Regions from separate parts of the Pan troglodytes genome. Here region 2 is linked to region 1. A link is a contact called in public capture Hi-C data. All regions are on one chromosome and are shown on one strand. Each heading gives the region's core, a stretch centred on a gene start, on an enhancer-like site or on the middle of the called end of the contact. The rest is flanking DNA. Distances are from core to core; before and after follow the strand shown. Region 1 has its middle 83 kb from the start of NEDD1. Region 2 has its middle 95 kb from the start of MIR1251.

Evidence for each region. Capture Hi-C pulls out chosen DNA fragments and counts their contacts.
Region 2: a capture Hi-C map of stem cell-derived neural stem cells shows a contact between it and region 1, with 6 times the contacts expected there. The contact joins two enhancer-like sites. A contact is called at or near these places in 3 of 7 Hi-C or Micro-C datasets (induced pluripotent stem cells and stem cell-derived neural progenitor cells) and 1 of 1 other capture datasets (stem cell-derived neural stem cells).

Annotation. Positions count from the first base shown.
Region 1 is chr10:103,823,522-103,827,054 of NHGRI_mPanTro3-v2.0_pri, forward strand. No RefSeq gene overlaps it. Among named protein-coding and RNA genes, the nearest start is that of NEDD1, 83 kb to the left of the region's middle. Within about 2 kb of position 1,875, at least 5 of the 24 cell types and tissues checked have an H3K27ac peak or open chromatin away from gene starts, as enhancers often do. A contact at or near this core is called in stem cell-derived neural progenitor cells and stem cell-derived neural stem cells, where this site is marked.
Region 2 is chr10:104,230,318-104,233,850 of NHGRI_mPanTro3-v2.0_pri, forward strand. No RefSeq gene overlaps it. Among named protein-coding and RNA genes, the nearest start is that of MIR1251, 95 kb to the right of the region's middle. Within about 2 kb of position 1,679, at least 5 of the 24 cell types and tissues checked have an H3K27ac peak or open chromatin away from gene starts, as enhancers often do. A contact at or near this core is called in stem cell-derived neural progenitor cells and stem cell-derived neural stem cells, where this site is marked.

The DNA.
Region 1 (3,533 bases), core at 625-3,124:
CTAAAATGGGAAGGAGAGAGAGCAGCCACCAGGACAGAGTGTGTTCTGTAAGAAACCATGCTTTGGGAATGGTGTTCACTATATGTGTAGAAGAATCAAGAGAGGGCTTGAAGAAATATCCCTGAAGTCAAGTTAAGCCATAGATGAACCTTTCAGAGCTAATCTGTATGGAGCAGAAGTGTAATTAGCAAATCCATGCATGTATCCCTCTTCCATTTCAACTCAAAAAACTAAATGTTAGCTAAATGATTTATTAAATGGCCTCGTGTATTGGTCTAGTTTCCTCGTGTATTAGACTAGTCAGTTAGACTGTGGAAGATCTTTCATAACAAGAAAACACATCTGATGTATTTTTTTCCTCTAGTCCACCAGTAAGTAGCCTTGTGTTCAACCAAAAATATCTTCCATAAATAGGTATCAATGCATTGGTCACCTATGGAATTGTTGATCAGGACCATTCCCAGTTAGAGAATGCCAGACTTGAAATTTTAAGGCATATATGAAATCCAAAGTGCTTTTCTCCATTCTGTCTCTATGAGGCTGATGGCATGCATTTCTTTAGTTGAATAGATACGAACTGAAATCTGATAGGCAATTTGCAAAGAATTATCGTAAGCATTTGGGATTTTTGGTGCTATTGTTCTTTTGATTTAGAGAATAAATTTGAAGGTAGTATAGTAGAAAGAATTCACAGGAAGATGAAGTTACATAGAATATTTGAAATGGAAGTGTCAGGAAACCAAATGCTTCAGCACAGCAGAGATAACTAAAATAAACGTATACTCTCCCTCTTGCTCTTAGAACTTTACTTATTTATCTGTAAATGTTGCCTGTTCCATATGAGATCCTACACCACTGAAGTTGAGTGACTCAGGAGAGCCTTGAGAAGTGGACATCTGTCAGTGGATGTGCTTAAGCAGAGGTTATCAGCAATGTGTCTGGGGTGCTTCCCAACTGTGGGGGAAGGTTTTATTAAGTGACATCTAAAGTCACCTCTCAATCAACATGTTTTGTGATTGTTCATTGAACTTGCATTACATTCATTTTATTAGAATCGAAGATAGCTTTACAAATGCTGAAGCATCATAAGGAAATTTGAGATGAAGATCAACAAGCTAAAAGCATGGTGTCATTAGATTAAGGGTGGGTTATCCCAATTCAGGGTCTTATTTCTTGGTCAGTACTGCCTGTGAGCCTAAGGATGTATGTAAATTACATGAGTAGTACAAATTTTCTGTCTCTGGCAGTTGAGTCTAGTTTGCAGTGTTTATAATTCTAATTCAATTAGAAATGGATTCAAAGAGCTAATGTTATTTGCAAGAATTTAGAAGTAAATTCCTTAGTAAAATAAATGGAACTTTGGTAGAGTGAATCATAACCTAATTATAAAAAGCCTGGATGTTCTTCTATTAACTTTGCTTAAAGTCTGGCAGAACTTTCGGGAATTCTGGTGTGGATACAGAACTCATGTTCTCACTGTCTGACTTAGTTCAGGATCTGTCTGAAAGTTTTTCTTCTCCCAGCTACAACCACAGTCTCTAAAGATGATTCATTTATTTAAAAAGTCGATAATCTAAACAGTTCCTATTTTTGCCTTCTTGTTGTCAAGGCATCCCCTAGTTGCCAGTTGCCTGTATATCCAGGTAGATTAATGAGTTCCTAGTCAGGGGCAGCATCTAATTCTGTGTTGCAGATGGAGTGTAATGCATTATTGATGTTCAATAAACATCCAAACAATAGTACTATCACCTTCCCTTCGTTACATTCAGTGATTTTAGCCCAATGTACTCATGGGCTGACTTCATGCAATCAGAACCTGAAAGCCAGGACGGTACTGGTGTGTTTAATGTGAGTGGCCTCCTGGTGGCACTAGCAGGACACCTTCTTTGCACAGAAAGGCCACATGTTTGGCAGGCAGAAAAGATCCAGGATCTAGGATCCTCAGGTCACATCGTGCCTTTTCAAAGTCTATTTGATTACATTTGCTGTGATGTGGACAGGTTCCTACAATTTATCTTACGTCTCAGAAAGTGGTTTGGGGCTGGGCACATATTTTCGTGTTTGTTAATTCCTGAGGTGACACTTTTAAGTCCCCATGTTTCATGTTCCACAGTTCCAGAAAGAATGATTTTTGACTCTTTGATCCTGTAAGAAAAATCCAACTGTTTTTCTCTCTTGCAGTTCATGCCGATGGCTTTTGTTCTCTCATCGTTTTAGCAGGTATTTTCTTTCTCAAGCAAGCTAGAGTCATGGAAGGGGGAGGTCCATCAGGACACTGTAATAATATATATATAAATAACAAGCTGGTGGAATTACAAAGATAGCAGAGTGATTCTTAGAGCAAAAATTGGTTATGGTTATCAAGCTGGAGGACTGTTTTGCATGGTCCAGAGCTCTCTTTTAATGTCATGTCTGTTTCATTCCTCACTTTTAAAACCCTCTTCTGGTTGCTAAGAAGAGAAAACACAGGCTAAGGAATAAAATGAGCTGGATGTGTTTCATTTAGTTAGGTACCTCCCTCACCCTTTGGTCCTTCTGTTTGTTTTCGACCCCTCTGTTTCTCTAATAATGTTTCTTGGATAATTGAAGACAACCTGAAAAAGCAAAACAATGCAAGGAAGAAGGGCAGCGACAATGACAATGAGCTGAGCTCTCTAGGCTGTTCACAGAATGGCAGCAAAGACAAAGAACTTTTTTTCTGCTTTAGAAAAGCTGCCATTACCTTTCCTCTCTTTCAGACCCTTTTCTTCGTGTTCTTGGTTTCCTTGCAGCTTTTAGCATCTTTTCATGAATGGCTATTTTAACTTCTCTTTTTATCAATAAATAAGATGATGGAACTGTTACTAATTTACTATTTGAAAATAGAGGTTTTAAAGTGGCACTCTTGAAGATTTTAGAATAATTGCAAACTTTAAGTCTCTTCTTTTTCTTTTTTCACTCATCGAAACTGATTTTTTTCTAAGCCAGAGTGTTTTGCCTATTTTTTGTTTTTACTGAAGGTGCTTTTTTTTAAAGAAAAGGATAATTGAAAGTTGTTCTACGTATACAGCTTTTTAAAAAAATCATGTTTCTCAGTGAAAAACAACAACCCTGAAATGAAAGCCAGCTTCAGTCAGACCAAAATGGACTCACAAAGTGGAGCTGACATCCTGAAGGGAGGGGGGAGAAATGCTAATGTCCCAAGTCATCAGTTTGGGCCATTTCAGTGCTAAATGACAGGATCAAGAAGAAAAATTTTGAAATTGATTTTTAAGACTGTCTGAAAAAGAAGACTGAAATGAATATTAAGTGATTTCTTTGGGGCTGTCAGAAATGATAATGGAAGAAGAGACAGGCCCAGTCTTGCTACTGATGGTAGGATCAGGCAATTTAGAGTCAAGGCAGATTGGAGATGAAGTTCTGTGCTCCAGTTTTAAAGAAATGCTAATGAATGGAAGAAAAAGGAAGCAGCAAAGACATCTGATATGAGTAGTTATGAGCTGGAGAGGGAAGAGGAAAAGATGTGGTATCATACATGTTAGGGAAGAGGTACC
Region 2 (3,533 bases), core at 429-2,928, 410 kb after region 1:
AACCAGTTTCATGGAAGATAATTTTTGCATGAACTGGGGATGGTTGGGGGGTAGTTTTGGGATGTATTACATTTATTGCGTACTTTATTTATATTGTTAATACATTGTAATATATAATGAAATGATTATACAACTCACCATAATGTAGAATCAGTGGGAGCCCTGAGCTTGTTTTCCTGCAACTAGATGGTCCCATCTGGGGGTGATGGGAGACAATGACAGATCATCAGGCATTAGATTCTTATAAGGAGCATGCAACCTAGATCCCTTGCATGCACAGTTCACAACAGGGTTCACGCTTCTATCAGAATCTAATGCTGCCACTGATCTGACAGAAGGAGGAGCTCACACAGTAATTTGAGCAATGGGGAGTGGCTATAAATACAGATGAAGCTTTGCTCACTTGTCCTCTACTCACCTCCTGGTGTGCGGCCTGGTTCCTAACAGGCCATGGACCTCTACGGGTCTGTGGCCCAGGGTAGGGGACCCCTGCTCTGGAGAGTGATGTAAAGACTCAAGAAAATCTATATGAGATTGGAAGCTGGGCATGGCGGCTCATGCCTGTAATCCCAGCACTTTGAGAAGCTGAGGTGGGTGGATCACTTGATCCCAGGAGTTTCAGACCAGCCTGGGTAACCTAGCCAGACCTCATCTCTATTAAAAAAAATGCAAGAATTAGCTGGGTGTGGGAGGATCACTTGAGCTCAAGAGGCGGAGTTACAATGAGCCAGGATGGTGCCACTGCATTCCAGCCTGGGCGACAGAGTGGGACTCTGTACCAAAGAAAATCTATGAGATTGGGACAGTTCATCATTCCTCATGCAAGATCTACCTTTTTCACTAAATAGGTCTGTATTTTTATTGTACAATTCCGCATTATATTTGGCTATAGATATTTCACTATAAAACAGCAGGCTCCAGTTTTGTACTGATCTTTGGTTAAGTAAACATTTTCACATGACCTAGAAATGTTAAATTGTAATAACCGTCCCCCGCCCCCGCAAAAAAAAAAAACAGTGCCTTCCACTCCGATGTTTGCGAGAATTTTTTTTTTTTTTTTTTTGAGACAAAGTCTCGCTTTGTCATCCAGGCTGGAGTGCAGTGGCACGATCTTGGCTTACTGCAACCTCTGCCCCCCAGGTTCAAGCAATTCTTCTGCCTCAGCCTCCCCAGTAGCTGGGACTACAGGCACTCGCCACCACGCCCGGCTAATTTTTGTATTTTTAGTAGAGATGAGGTTTTACCATATTAGCCAGGCTGGTCTCAAACTCCTGACGTGATCCTCCCGCCTAGGCCTCCCAAAGTACTGGGATTAAAGGTGTGAGCCACCACATCAGGCCTGCATGCATTTTTATGTGGCTTCCACTTCACTCTAGAAACTTCCCCTACACCTGTCTCAATTCCTCTCTTCTCAGCCCTTGTTAATTGCAGAGTCTCTGTAATAAAACATGTGATGTTATATTAAATCTGAGTGTGAATTTGCCCTCCCTCCCTAAATTGTAGACTCCTTCAGTTCTGGGACTCATTATGCCGAGTATTGTCTCTGGCATGTTGATCACTCTCAGAGAGTGGTTCTTGAACTGAATTTCTTCTCACTGTGATTTCCCCCTCCCCTTCCTATGCAGGGCATTCCTCCTTTTATTCTTCTGCATCTGCAGTGGCCCTTTGGGCTGCTGTTTAGCTGTGTGCTTGCATTTGCCTTGGAGACTGAATGTCAGCATGGGGCTTGGGATAGAAAGTGGAGTCAAATGACCGGTCTGTTTAAGAAAGAGTTAAGCCTCCAGCATTAGCTGTAAATATCCAGCTAAGAGAATTCCCAGAGCTCACAATCTCATCTTAATGAAGATTTCTCCTGATAAGAGCAGCAGGTAAACGTCCCCCCAACCTGAAGAAGCAGCATTCACCCTCCAAATTACAAGCATTTTCTGGAGTGTGATATTTGTTTGTTTGTTTAGTTGACAAGTATTTATACTGCCTACATGTGGCGGACACTTCCTTGCCTGATGGGCTAGAAACCAGCCAGCTGAATTAATCTCTGCATAGCAGAAAAATATTACAAAAGGAGCTTAAAAATCCTAAAAAAACCACAAAATACAGGGGTGGGGCTTTTAATATTTCACCATTTTAAAACAGCGTTTTGGATGGGAGCAATAGGCACTGGGGAATATGTGAGGGAGGAGGAAGTGAGAGGGGCAAGGGTGGAAACACTGGGTACTATGCTCACTACGTGAGTGACAGGTTTAATCATACCCCGAACCTCAACATCACACAGTATACCTTAGTAACACACCTGCACATGTATACCCTGAATCTAAAATAAAAGCTGAAGTTTTAAGAATAAAGATAAATAAAATAAAATAAATGGCTTTTTTTGTTGTTGTAAGCTAAAACCGAAATGTTTTGACTTCTTCAAAAGCCACATATCTCCCCCTCCCCCAAAGACATTCTTTTTCTCAGTTCCAAAGGATGATTTTAAAAGTTCGAAGTGGAAAGGCTGGGCACAGTGGCTCATGCCTGTAATCCCAGCACTTTGGGAGGTTGAGGTGGGAGGATTGCTTGAGCCCAGGAGTTCAAGACCAGCTTGGGCAACATAGAGAGCCCCTGTCTCTAAAAAAAAAAACAAAGTAAAATAAATAAATAAATTAGCCTAACATGGTGGTTCATACCTATAGTCTCAGCCACTCTGGAGGCTGAGGTGGAAGGATAGCTTGAACCTGGGAGGTCGAGGCTGCAGTGAGTCATGATCGTGCCTTTGCACTCAACCTGGGCAACAGAGTAAGATCCTGTCTCAAAAAACAAACAAACAAACAAAAAGTCAAAGTGAAAACTAGCTTTTTATGGGTTTTATCATAATTTCCCCTGTTATATTTGTTGAACTATAGTTTAAAAGAAAAAATAGTGATTTCATCCCTCCACTCCCCGTATAAATGTTTGAGTTTCTGGACTTTGGGAAAACTGTTCAACTCTTTTAAATATCCTATTTCTTATTTCTTTAAATATCTTTGATATTTTATCTTTTATGAGTTGTTTAAGGTTTACAACTGTGTTGCAGAAATATTTACAACAAATGAAAGTGATGTTGACTATTTTGTGGAGGATTTCTTTTTTATTTAATTGATTTCTAAAGCTTTCTAAATATATATTTTTGAACAAGTGGCATTTGTATGTTTGTTTAAGATGCTAGAACTCTGATACAGAGATCAGGAGACCTGAGCTGAGTCCGACCTTTGCTGCTTTCTAGTGAGAGAGAGAGAGCATATCACAGTCATCGGGGCAATGTGGCAAGCAGACATACCTAAGTTGGAAACCCCATTCTGGCCTCTCTCATTTTCCCATCCTTTTCTGCCACATAGCCCACTTCAGCTCCCATCAGTCATTCTCATTGCCAAAGAACTTTTATTTATAGAATTTGATCCACTTTTTTTCAGAAGGTAATTGGAGTTGATGTTGCCAAAATGACTTACTGTTGCTTTGGTTTTATCTTAATGACTAGCTGTGTCACGCTGAGCCAATCTGTTACCTCATTTTTAAAA